2 separate regions of the Rattus norvegicus genome follow, and region 2 is linked to region 1. The links are chromatin contacts, called in public Hi-C maps. All regions are on one chromosome and are shown on one strand. Each heading gives the region's core, a stretch centred on a gene start, on an enhancer-like site or on the middle of the called end of the contact. The rest is flanking DNA. Distances are from core to core; before and after follow the strand shown.

What was found. A called contact is a pair of places that touch in the nucleus more often than the background predicts.
Region 2: a Hi-C map of the A7r5 cell line shows a contact between it and region 1, with 3 times the contacts expected there. The contact joins the promoter of Lyrm4 here to the enhancer-like site in region 1. A contact is called at or near these places in 2 of 12 Hi-C or Micro-C datasets (the A7r5 cell line and frontal cortex).

What each region holds. Positions count from the first base shown.
Region 1 is chr17:27,724,375-27,730,761 of GRCr8, reverse strand. The region is part of intron 1 of Tpi1l2 (triosephosphate isomerase 1 like 2); the gene reads left to right. Among named protein-coding and RNA genes, the nearest start is that of Ly86, 35 kb to the right of the region's middle. Within about 2 kb of position 4,056, at least 26 of the 93 cell types and tissues checked have an H3K27ac peak or open chromatin away from gene starts, as enhancers often do.
Region 2 is chr17:28,949,624-28,955,802 of GRCr8, reverse strand. It overlaps Lyrm4 (LYR motif containing 4), which reads right to left and starts at 3,891. Exons shown (of 3, transcript NM_001400908.1): 1 at 3,439-3,891. The coding sequence starts at 3,524. It overlaps Fars2 (phenylalanyl-tRNA synthetase 2, mitochondrial), which reads left to right and starts at 4,252. Exons shown (of 9, transcript NM_001013139.1): 1 at 4,252-4,337.

The sequences.
Region 1 (6,387 bases), core at 2,807-5,306:
GTTTCTGTGAGGTGCCTGGGGCCCTTAGGCAAACACTTGTCACGATATCTCAGCTCACTGCTAGGTCCTGCTGTCTATTTGGTTACAAACACAATCACACTCCAGAGAGCTTTCTCTTCCTCTTTCTTCAGCATTTTCTTTTCACCACAGCTTGCCAACTTCTGCCTTTGACCCCTCTCAGATCAGGGTGGAGAAAAGGAGATTGGGGGAAAATGTCATCTAAGCAGCAGAACTATCTCTGTGCCAGAATACAGCTGGACCCTCGGGGCATTTCCTGAGTGCTTCCCAAATACATCTGAAAAGGCTTTGGTGGGATTTTTCTAACTGATGAGCCATGAACAGGACTTCTTTTTTTTTTTAAAAGAAGAGTAGTTTTAGGTTCACAGAAAATCTGAAAGGAAGGCACAAGCTAACATTCAATTTAAGAAGCCAAGAATGTGATTCCTATTTGTGTATCCCCTTGGACTTTATCAACACGCCACCAGAGTAGAACATCCTTGGGCCTACAGACTTCAACTCTTAGTGTTGTGTGTTCTATGGACTTTGACTTGGTTCAACTGCAGCACCGCATCACAGAATAATTGCAATGCCCAGAAAAATTATCTGTACTTCACTAATTTACGCCTCCCTCTCTCTTAACCCTGAGAAACCTCTGTCCTTTTGTCTGTACCCATTCTTTTACCTTGTCCAGAGTTCCATATATTTAGATCATGTCATCTGTCTGGAGGCCTTTCAGACTGGCTTCTTTGACTTGTTCAAGACTTCTTTATGTCTTTGCGTGACTTCTCAACTCAGTTCTTCTCACCACTGAGTGACGCCATTACCTTCATTTAACCCCATTTTATCCATTCACTCCTTGACGGGCAACTTAACTGCTTCCACGTTTGAGCAGGTAAGACTAAACCTGCTGACAGCATCAACGGTCGGATGACTGTTTCTTGCATGAACTTAAGCTTTTACCATCTTGGGGTTCAAACCTACTACAGAGTTTGACTGTTGGATTGTGAGGCCATGCTTGTATTTGTGAGAAATTGCCAAACCATCTTCCAAAGATTGCAAGGCTTTTGACTGAAATGCCCTCAGCCTCAAAGATGGGCAAGTTTCCTTTCAGAGTCACATGGAAGGACTCCAGCATCTCCTCCACTTAAACCTCTCTGGCCAGGTCTTCACATGGCTTGGTCCGGCTCTCTCTCACATTTGGGCCACATCAGTTTCAAGAGGTAGATCTTATGATTCCCCATTGGAAGCACCACAAGCTGACAAGGCAGCAACTACCCGCTATTCCACATCACAAGCCTCTGGCCCTCTGGATTACTTGTCCAGCATTAGATACTATGGATTAAATATAATACCTTCTGTGGTGTTCAAATATGTCATCTTCCTCCAGGAAAGCTGGGGGTGATTGCAGAGGGATATATAACACCAGCAGAGTGTGTGTGTGTGTGTGTGTGTGTGTGTGTGTGTCCCAGCCAGAGTGGAGGCTCTTGCAGCCCACATTGCATATGGTATAAGAGCTGCAGACCTGTGTATGCTTATTCTGATGGACTGGTTTTTCAGGGCTCACCTGACAATGAGGACTTCATAAAGTTCCTCGTCCTCGGCAGCCAGAACTGTATGCTATGCCTACCCAGAACTATAAGCACGCCAGCATCTTGGCTTAGCTTTTAAGCCTCTTGACAGCTGCTTTTATTTGGTTTCTTGGCATCTCACTCTTCACGTGCACAGCTTAAAGACTGAGAAATGGTTTGGAGAGAAATCGCACACAGACTCCATTTCCTTTGGTTTCTGTCTCTCTGTGTTTATGGTCCATCAAGTCCTGGCAACCTTGCATCCTGAACTCCAATTTTTTTGACGCAGACAAGCAAGGAGCTGTCATTCTGTTTTGAGTCTATACCCCAGAGGCCTGTGCATGACTCAGCAAATGCTCCCAGGGCACAAGAGGAGCTCTGAAGGACTCACTTGAATGCATTGCCTTCCTCTGCCATTCTGGTCCCTCTAGAGCCCTGCTTCTTTGACGGCTCTCTGATGCTCTCAAGCTACTAGTTCATACTTTTTTAATTCAGCCTTTGGTTTTTTAGTACAAGGCTTTTTCTGCTCTCCTCCTTCAGAGCCAGAAATGGAAGCCCTCCCTCTCTGTTTTTCCCCCAAGAAATAAAGCAGGTGGCACATTCTCTTATTTGATAAAAATGTCTTTCTGGTGGCTTTAAATGTGAAAGCTAATTTAACAAACAGCAAACATTCGCGGTTCACAAATAACACCTTTTCTTTAAAAAGGAAAAAAAAATCTGTAGCTTTTGCTCTGTCTTTAATTTGGCCACTTAACGTTTCAGAGGGAAACTCTAATGTAGGCTCAGTTTTTTGATCTTTGTAGCAGGTATAACAGGTGTTAAAATTAATTCAATTAAACCGAGCAAAACAACGGGAAAGCATGCGATAAACTACCAGGTTCTGCACAGGTTTTCAGAGTAGAAGGTGGCAAGGAATTGCACAGTCCTAGAACCCCAGGCACAGCCACTGAGGAAAAAAGGTTGGTAAGGGGATGAGTATGGGTGAGGATACTCTGGGGGGCGGGAGGAGGCGGGGAGAGGGTGCAGAGGAGGATGCTGGGAGTGCTGGATCTCACAACTTCCTTCCCACCAGCTGTTTCACTTCCGCATTGGGAGGCGAACTGAGAAACCTCTTCAGGTACCTTGAGATGTTTTCACCTTTTCCTTTCTTCAGGCAGAGTCATATACCACTCAGCCAGATCCGAAACTCTGCCTTTAACCACACATAGCTGGGATCTGCCTAGAACACTGCCTTTAAGGCCTTGTTCCCCACCCTCCACCTTCTAGATGTGGGCATTTCAGTCAGGAGCCACTATGCCCTGCTCCACTTTAAGATTAAGGGAATTTTCCTGCTATGATCTCTATTTGTCAGTGTTTATTGAATGACTGTGCTCACAAAAAATAAAAAGAATACATGGTCTCAATGAAATGAAGTCTGCACAGGAAAAAACTAAGGAAAAAGTATAAGGAAATATAGCAAAATTGTAACTCTGGGTGAATATTTTTAATTATTTCACCCAAATTTAGGAATATGTGCATTACCTTTAAAAAAAACCTGTATTTCTAGATCATCTCCATACATAACAGTATGCATAGTATATTTAAGTGTGTGTTTTTAACTTAGTTATGCAAAAACAATCCATGTAATAAAAAGATCTGGTACAGCCCTCCCTCTTTCCCCCACTCCCCTCCCCCCACACCCACTCAGGAACAAAAAGCCCCTCAGTGTTCTTATCTGATAGTGATTTCCCCTGATATATCTGTACCAAATTTTTATAAAAGAAGGGCTTAAGAAAAAAAGACCAGCTTCCGATCTGCGATAGGCCTACTCATGTGTTGGGTAGATCTAGGAACGCACACACCTTGCACCCCTGTGCCTCTGTTCCCCTCCAGAACTCAAAGTTAGACCCCGCCCTCATTCTTCCTCTTCCTGTGCCCAGGTGTTGGACTCCTTTCCTTTCAACTTATCCTTTCCCCACGTCTCTCCCTGCACCCGGGTCTCACTAATACACAGCCCAACTAACCTGGCCCTTGGCCCACATTGGACTGTTTCCTGTCCATTTTGTTAGCCTATCCCGGCAGAGGCCTGCAAGTTCCTGGAGGTCAGGGTGTGAGCATCTTTGTGCTCCTTTTCCAGGCAGAGCCCAGGCAGGTAGGTTGTCTACACATGCTATTAAACTTAAACTAGATAGGCGCTTTTCCTCACCCTGCCTTCTTCCCCACTTGCCCAAGGCTTCGAAATCAAACAAAGCCAAAAGGACCAGGAAACGCCCTGGAGGAGGAGGGGACCTGGGACCCGAGTCTCCTGTCTATCAGTAATTAGAGAGGTGGGGGAGGGGCTGTCCTTGGCACAGACAGGTCCTTAATGGCTGCTGCCCCAGAAACTGCCTTCAGATCGACAGCCAAGGGAATCGCGATGAAAAATTCATCAGCTTCTTTCTTTCCGCGGCCCAGCTGCGCCTAGTGGATGACCTCGGCGGGGGCAAGCCCGCTGTGAGTCACACCGTCTGGCCGCTTCGAGGGGGCCCAGCGCAGGCCAGCAGGGAGCACTGCACCGCTGGGCTGTGTGCATGAACCATGAACACATCCCTATGAGGCATAGACGGGACCACCGAGGTTTGGCTGCTGGGGACCAAAGACAATCCTTCTCCGACCTTTTGGTACAAGCTACTGGGAGCCAGCCAGAGGGTCACTCTGTAAACAGGCGCCTGCGTCCACCTTACCCATGTATTAAAGTATGTACACACTGCCCTACACAAGGCAGGACCTGTTTTCGAAGCAATACCAATTAGGTGGGCACCTGGGATCCCCTGTAATTGTAAAAATTCTAACCCTGACGACTGGTCCTCCTAAGTAGGCCTTACTTTCATGCCACCACCTCCAACCTTTCCTGGCCCCAAGCTCCCTCCTGAAGTTCTGGATGGGGTAGAACTCCAGGAGCCAACGCTACAGAACTGGGGTGGCCAGGGAGGATGACAGGAACCAGAGTTGGGGAAATGCCACTAAGTCGCAGGTTTCTGGAGGCCTCTCCAGCCCCTGCCATCTGGGCACTGCACAGACAGACGCTGCGTGGGTCCCTGGAGCTTGCCACCTCCGCGCCACACTGCCAGCCCTGCCTCTGCGGCTGCAGGAAAGCTCCACGTCCGAGATTGCTGGACTGTGGGTGGGGGGTGGGGAGCGGGAAGCGGGACTAAGCGCGGGAGGGGGTGCGCTCCTGGACTCTGCATTTTAAAGTTGTTTTCTTGCAATCAAACTTTAATAAGCACAAATGTCTGGCCTGCGGACCATACAATGTGGTGAGATGCCATGTTGGCCTCTTTGGAATCCGCAGCGTTTTTTGTGCTGTTCTGCGGGGGAATCAAATGTGGTGATTAGGAAAGTTTTATATTCAGGTCAGGCTTCCCCAGGACTAGAGAATGGGCTAGATCTTAGGCCAACATCGCCATCTGGTGGTAAAATCGAGGGACTCGAGCAGGTGTAGGGAGACCAGAAGGAATGATGTCATGGTCTGCAATGTTTTCTTGAGGGGAGGGATGCTGGCTGGCTACGGAACTAGTATTGCCTGATGCATTATTCCTCGGGTTTTGAGTTTTGCTGTATTCACGAGTGAATCACCAAGTAAGCAAGGGTTCTTCCTAGAACTAATACCTTCTGTTTCGCCCCGTTGCAGAATTAATTGAATTTAAACCTAAAAGAGCCAATGACTTTGACAGCCTTGAAGCAGGACTCCTTATATGATCTAAGTTGGTCACTTGACAGCCCCTCCCGAGGTGTTTCTCCCTCCGGAACTCAACTGCAGAATTATTCGTGTGTTCAGAGTGTGCTTACATTCTTCTAAGTTTCCATTCCTTCAAGCCTGAGGAACAGACTTCACACTACCTCTAAATATAGGGATCCATCCTCAGTAGCATCTCCCTGGCTACCTTAGTCAGTCCTCTTTTCTTTCCTTCACCAGGTCTGGATAGAAAGGCCAGCTCCCAGCTCCTTTGTGCTTCTGTCCTCAGTGTCCCTCTACCCTTTGCCCCTCTAGCCAACATCTGGCTGCAAGCACCTTTCTGCCTTTCCCTGCATCCCACCCAAGTCTAAGAAGAAAAGGTGGCCTGTGGTCGCTGAAGGGGCTGGCTGCACATCTTAAGATTCAGGTGAGTCCGCAATGCAGCTTAATTGTGAGCCAGTGTTGATTCCTGCACTGCAGATCTTCTCGGTTGTCTTCTCCTCTTTGGCTTTTTGTCTGTACAATACTTGGCTATTTCAGAAGCAAACCCTCCCACTTTCCAGACACTCTCGCTTCCTCAGTGTTGGCTCTTCTACCTTAAAGTAGTTGTGTCATCGTCTAGTCTTTTTATTCTCTTTTACTTCTGAGGAGGAGAAAAACAAACAAACCTTTTTATCTTTTCCAAACTCAGTGCATCTGCTTTTACCTGCAATGTAGAACTACTGACTGCAAGTAAACGGGGTGGGGGAGAAGAAGCCCCTAAGAAAATGTACAAAAGAACTTCTCTGAAGAATGAATAAAAATGCTGAATGCATTCACACACACACACACACACACACACACACACACACACACATATATATATGTATATATATATTTGAAAGGGAATAGTCAGAAGATTGAAAAACACAAAAAAATTTAAATGCTAGTAACAAGGAAAGATTGAAAAACAACATTTCACATAAGCTTCCCAGAAAATGCAACAAAAAGGCAAAAAGATGGCCAATTTTTAACCAAGAAAAGAGAAAAACAGTATCAGCTCCACAACTTGAGGAGATCGAGGTAAAATGGTACTGATCAAATGGGGTCCTTTATCTTTTTTTTTTTTTTTAGCCAAAACATTCT
Region 2 (6,179 bases), core at 2,642-5,141, 1.2 Mb before region 1:
ACGACAAGTGACAAACTGTCTATTAAACAACCTTAATAAATATTCTGCAAAATAAATTAAGTATAAAAAGTCTAGATGGCCACTTTTATCTCTTACTTTATGTACCTAGGTCAGCTTCTCCTCAAGCTGACTGATCATACTCATTGAAGCCTACAATTTAAAATGTTAAAAATAAGAAAAAGAGGGCCAGAGCATGATGGGGGCTCCCTGGACATGGTGGTTCAGGCTGGGGATCCCGCTGGTGCAGATTGCGACTACTTGCTTCTACAGGGTGCCCTGGGTTCACTTGGGGGACATTCCCAAAGTGAGAGAAAAATCTCTTCAGATCAGCTCTTTCTTTACTGTTTCAGTCAGTTAACGGCAGGGTTTCTGTGTCTCTCCTTTCCAGGTCTTAGGCTTAACCTGACCTACACTCTAGAATCCCTTTGATTTATTTATTTTTTCCTTATTTTGGTACCCATAGTGGTTTGACTAAGGATGGTCTCCATAGGCTCATATATTTGAATACTTAGTCATCAGGGAGTAGAACTTTTTGAAAGGATTAGAAGGATCAGGAGGAATGGCTTTGTTGGAGGATGTGGGTCTTGGGGTTTCCAGAGCCAGGTCCAGTCACTCTCTCTCTTCCTCCTGCCTGCAGATGAGGATGTAGAACTCCCAGCTACTGCTCCAGCACCACACCTGCTGTATGCTGTCATGCTCCCTGCCAGGCTGATAATGGACTGATTCTTTGAAACTGAAAGCAGGCCCCAATTTATTGCTTTCTTTTTATAAGAGTAGCCTTAGTCATGGTGTCTCTTCACAGCAGTAGAATAGTGACTAAGACAGCGTCCAATCATCAGTCTTAACACTCTCCTTTCCTACTTACCAAGTCTGTTTTCTTATGTCCTCTAATTTATCCTCTGCACCACTGCAGGCAATGCCCTCTGATATCGCGACTTCTAGTTTGAGATTTTTTTTATCCTGCAGCCCAAAGGACCTTACCTAATCCTCAGAACTGGTTGTTGCTTGACAACTTGAAATCACAAAAGGAGTGGCTTGGCTACCTGTTGTCTAAGAATGAAATCTGGGTTCCACAGCAGAGACTGCAAGCCCTGCTATGCGTTGCCCTTTCTACCCTGTTTGCAGAGTTAGATTCTCTAGTGCTTAGTTTTGATTGGTTCATGAAAAATAGTACATCACTAGGTTGTCAAAAATCAATGTGCTAACATACCTATGGAACAGAACACAGTGCCATAAAGAAGTGACCAATGGGTACTCAGTGAATGACTTTGGTGGGCTGAGAGAAGAGGGACAGGGTATCTTTGAATTCTATGGGGGCGTTGTAAAGGCAGACTTATTTTACACGAAGCAAGTTCTACTTTCTTGGGACATAATGCTGGCAGGGTTGTCAGGTTTTGGATATCTGGAAAAAGTGACCACCAGATTCCTGTGGAAAATACATCGGTGTGAGGCACAGACTAAGAGCCTATCAGCATATAGTTGCTGTGCTGAAGCTCATTCTCTAGTTTCTGTTAGGCACAGCCTAGGTTTTTCTGTTTACTCCTACAGTTTAGGAAAACTTTAGGTGTGCTGGCTCTTAAGTCACTTCCAGATGGAAATTTAGAAATGAAAGGGCCCTTAAGAGGCTGTCTAGTCCAGTGAATTAGTTTTACCACCAGGAAAACTGAATCCTAGAGTCTCAGTAACTCCAAGGTTCCATATCCTGTGAGGGCTGCTACCTGTGTTTTATATAACTTGTTTCCAGATGTGTCCCCCAGTGTGAGCTTCTGCTTAGTCCTCGTTTATTCAGTGCCTTTTTATTTTTGAGACAGACGTCTTCTAGAGTGTAAGGACCACTCCGAGCATTTACTTCCAAGTCTCCTGTGGTCCATCACTGGTAAGCAAGTGACAACAGATATTTATGGAGACTTCCTCCAGGCGGTTTAGCGCTTATGCCCCTGTTCCTCCAAAGCCAACACCATCACACAAAACCATGTTTCATTTAACCCCGTGCTTAGTGGTATGAGGTCACTTGTCTAACCCATGTGCTGTCCTCAGTTGATATGACAACTATATTTTCTCAGCGTGTTTCTGAAATATGAATTACTGTTGGAAAGGTTGGTCGATCTGTCTACAGGCTAAAGTTGTGCATAGCCTGCCTACCACAGGGCCCGGCAGCTCAATCCCTAGAGAAGGGTGCACCCTAGAACCAGGTCTGTTTCAGGAGTTAACCGAAGAGACCCCCAGCCCATAGCCTAGTCAGTCACCCATGGGCATAATGCTTGTTAAGTAACTGAAACACTTGGGAAGTAACTGCAAACATTCATTTAACTGGGGGAAAATGACCTGGTTTCATCACATTCTTGTTCTGAGGAGTATGGTTCAATCTCGAAGGATTTAGGTAATTAATCAATAAGACATCAAATCTCAGAAAAACCCTAAAGGCTCTACAGAAATGTTGGGCCAGAAGTTTCAAAGCAGAGACTATGAAGGTGAAGGACTCAAGGTTGAGTGTTGTTGTCCTTGTTTGTGTATTGTTCTGTTTCTTGAGACAGGGTTTCTCTGTGTGGTCCGTGGTGGCCTCAATTTCAGAGTTCTACCTGCCTCTGTCTCCTTCCCCAGTGCTGGGGTGAAAGGTGTGTACCAGAACCACATGGCAAGTATAAGGGGTTCATACACACGTGGGACAACAGGCCAAGCATGGACAAACGGGCTGAGTTAAAATGTACGAGCTTTAGTGCATGAAAGTGTGGTGCACACATACTACCTCATTAACATAATTTTTGTGTTTATGTATAACTTAAACTACACCCAAGATTTAAATGTTTTTGAAGAATTGATGCTCTAGTCCCCTTGTGATTTGTCCTAGACTCTAGGATCTAGAAGGAAGATCTCAGTTCGGCGAGGCAAGATCAAGTAAGAACTCAGTTTTTAAAAGCTTAGCAACAAATTTCACCTTTAACACTCCTTGTATACGTAGCCTCTCTCTACCATCCTTTAATAAGAAAGCATCTGGTACTTGGAACCAAAGTCGGGAATTAAAACACCAGTGAAATGAAAGGGGGCTGTAGGGCAAGCCTTCAGTTTTGTGGCCACGTGGTCTGGACCGACTGCTTCCACTCTTGTAATCTCAAGGCAAGTTTCATGTATGCTGTGTTTCCTTGTCCTAACTTCTCACTTCAGCTTCGCGTCCATCACTTCGAACCTCAGAAACAAGGCACAGACCAATGGTCCTAAAGCCCCTACGTGGGTGTCAGCTCAGGGAAGATGTCCCAGGACTTGAAGGGCAAGTACTTGGCTCCTCCCATCCCCGGCTCTGAGGGTCACACCTGGGGGTGGGTAGTTGCACGTGAGTGTCATAGACGTGGAGCCTGTCACTATCAAAGGTTGTGGCCGCCTGATCCGCGACCCCCACAAACAGAGTTGGGCACCCGATTCCCGGCCTTCCCCCCGGGTCACCTGTAATTGTAGGCGCTGAAATGCTTGCTCTCTCTCATCATCGCCCGGTACAGATCTAAAACTTGTGCGCGGCTGGAGGCTGCCATGTTGGAAACGAAAAAAAAAAAAAAATCAAAACCTAACAACAAAACCAAACAGGTCCTTCTTCGTAAAGGTGCCAAGTTTAACTGAACAGAAATGTCAAACGATGCAAAAAGCACGCTGGAAGGCAGGAGCAGCGGCTCGGCCTGGCTTGCGGCCTGGCACGCGCCCCGCGCGAGAGGTGGCGCCGCAGGCAGGACGGAGGGCAGCTAAGGGGAGGCGCCCGTAACTTGGACCCTCTGCGTTCCTCTCAGGCTGCCCCACCGGCAGGAGGCCAAGCCGTCCAGCCCCAGGCTCGCTCCTCCGGAGGACAGTCGGGCTCGAACACCGTGGCTCACAGCCTCCTTATCCTTCCGAACCGCCTGGGGGCGTGGCCTGGACCCTTTTGTCTCCGGACACCACGCCCCCTACACCTGCCCAGGCCCGGTTGCCTGGGTGACGAAGCGCACCCCTTAGCTCCGCCCTTGCCCGATTCGGCTGTCTTTGTCACTGCCTGACCTGCTGTGCGCGACAGCGAGGGTGACTTTGATTTGACTCGGCCTGGTTGGAAGCCTGAGGTTATAAGTGTCATCTTGGTTGGGGGACGCAGCGCCAGAGGTGCAGAGGTGACTAGTTATTGACTTCCTGGAGCACCGGCTTTTCTCTGGGCGAGCGGCACAAGGGACCTCGGGCCCGGGCCTCTTTCCGTCAAGATGGCGGCGCCCAGCGCGCACAGTGTCTGGGTAGCTTGAGGTTAAGCTCAGCGACTACCGATTGAACGTGTGGCCGCGTTGCGGACTTCGAAACACCCGCGTTTGTGTTTCCCCGGCGTAGGCTGGGTGAGTGCTGGCCTTGCTGCAGAGTTGAGGTGTCAGGTCGCCTGCTGTTATGCATTTTGCAATCGGCTGTGACTTCCATTTCCGGGATATTCATTGAAGGGGCTACACTATTTTTTGTTTTTTTTTTCTTTTTTTCTTACACTTTTTTTTTTAAATTTTTGAGACAGGGTCTCGTTTTGTAGTTCAGACTGCCTTTGAGTTCTTGGTCGCAGCTTTCCCAGTGTTGGGATTACATGTGTGGGACACCATGCACTACTTTTTTGATTAAGAGCACACAATTTAGCAGTGTGTAAAAAAAAGCTAAAAGTCTCGACTTTAAATGTCATGGTTAATTAGGGAACTCTTAGGACTTTAGGGGGTTTCTTAGGCATCCTTTCAGACCCAAGACAAGAACAGGGTTTTCCTCAGCATTTAGCTATTAGGAACCAACTTACTAAAGTAAGTTTCTTGGTTTGTTCCTTGATTTTAGGACTGTGCGAAGAGAAGTTTCCGATAATTCTGGTTATTGTGTTTGGAACGCACTTGTTAGTTTTGGGTCTTGTTTTATATTAAGATCTTGCAATGATCCATTCCTTTCATATCCCCCGCCTCTAAACACAGCAAAGAGTAATTTCTAAAGGCAACTTACCATGCCTTGTCGTTTGTTTTAGTGTATCAAGTTTTGAAACGATGCATGTTCTATTCGAAACAACTTGTGTTTTCAGGATCATTAATGCAGGGCACTTTAGTGTGTTTGCAACCTGTTGTCCTTGAATCTAAGTGTATCTACTAGTCTTGATGTAGTGGTATTCAAAGATATTCATGACACAGTGCTTTTAGAAACACTCTTAAGCCCTTGTTTGATTTTGTCTTAGTCAAAATAGATTTTTAAGTTTTAAATTTAATTTTTAAATAAAGAAAACATAACTTGCCCCACTTTTGTTCCCCTTCTGTTTGTTTGGTCCAGTCATTGACTCAAGTTTAATGAGATTCATTGAGTTTTATTTGCAACGAACGTCTTAAGTGGCTGACAACTGTAAAGTAGGTTTTCAGGTTATTACAGAGTCAGAGCTGAGCTGTGGTCTCTTGAGGTAATAACATATTGATTGCTGTTGATATAAAGTATAAGGCATGAGGAAAAATTACACATTGCAAGTTACAAATAGACAGAATTACCAGAGTGAGAAGGATGTAGAGTTTTAATTTTTTTGACTTGTCATTAAAGAGTGGTGGATACATTTTAATGTATTTTACTTTAATCTTGAAAGTGAACTAGGATAATTACTGTATGCAATTTATGCCAAATTACAAAAGAGTTAATTTCTAATGTATACAATAATTTATCTACGTGGTTTATCTTTGTGTGATCAATTGCAGCTTATAGGATATTCAGAGTTAAAATAGTTTGGGCAGTAGCTCTGTCAGCAAAAGAGCAGTTGAGAGTAGGAAACTGATAGCTTCTTAATGTTAGGTAAAATTTGTCAGAGGCTATGGATTTGGACTGGGTACTAGCATTGAACACAATCGACTAATGAGAGTTTAATCATAGTGATTAAACATTATTCAAGAGGTCCTATAATCATTTCAATAACCTACTTGTAAGCTATTGAGTAGATGATTATGTTGTTGCCAATGACATTTTCTGTAAACACTTTCAGATCACATTGTTAAGATCTATCACCTACTTGGTTTGGTTTTGGATATGTTGCCTGATTCTCATGCCATTTTGTTTTTCTTTGTTCAAATTAATGGCTGTAATATGCATGACATTAGTTAAAGCTATTCAACTCTCTCCCCTTCCCCTTTCTTTTCTATCTTAGCTGTTTTAGTACTTGCTCTGTAGATCAGGCTGAACTTAGAGGT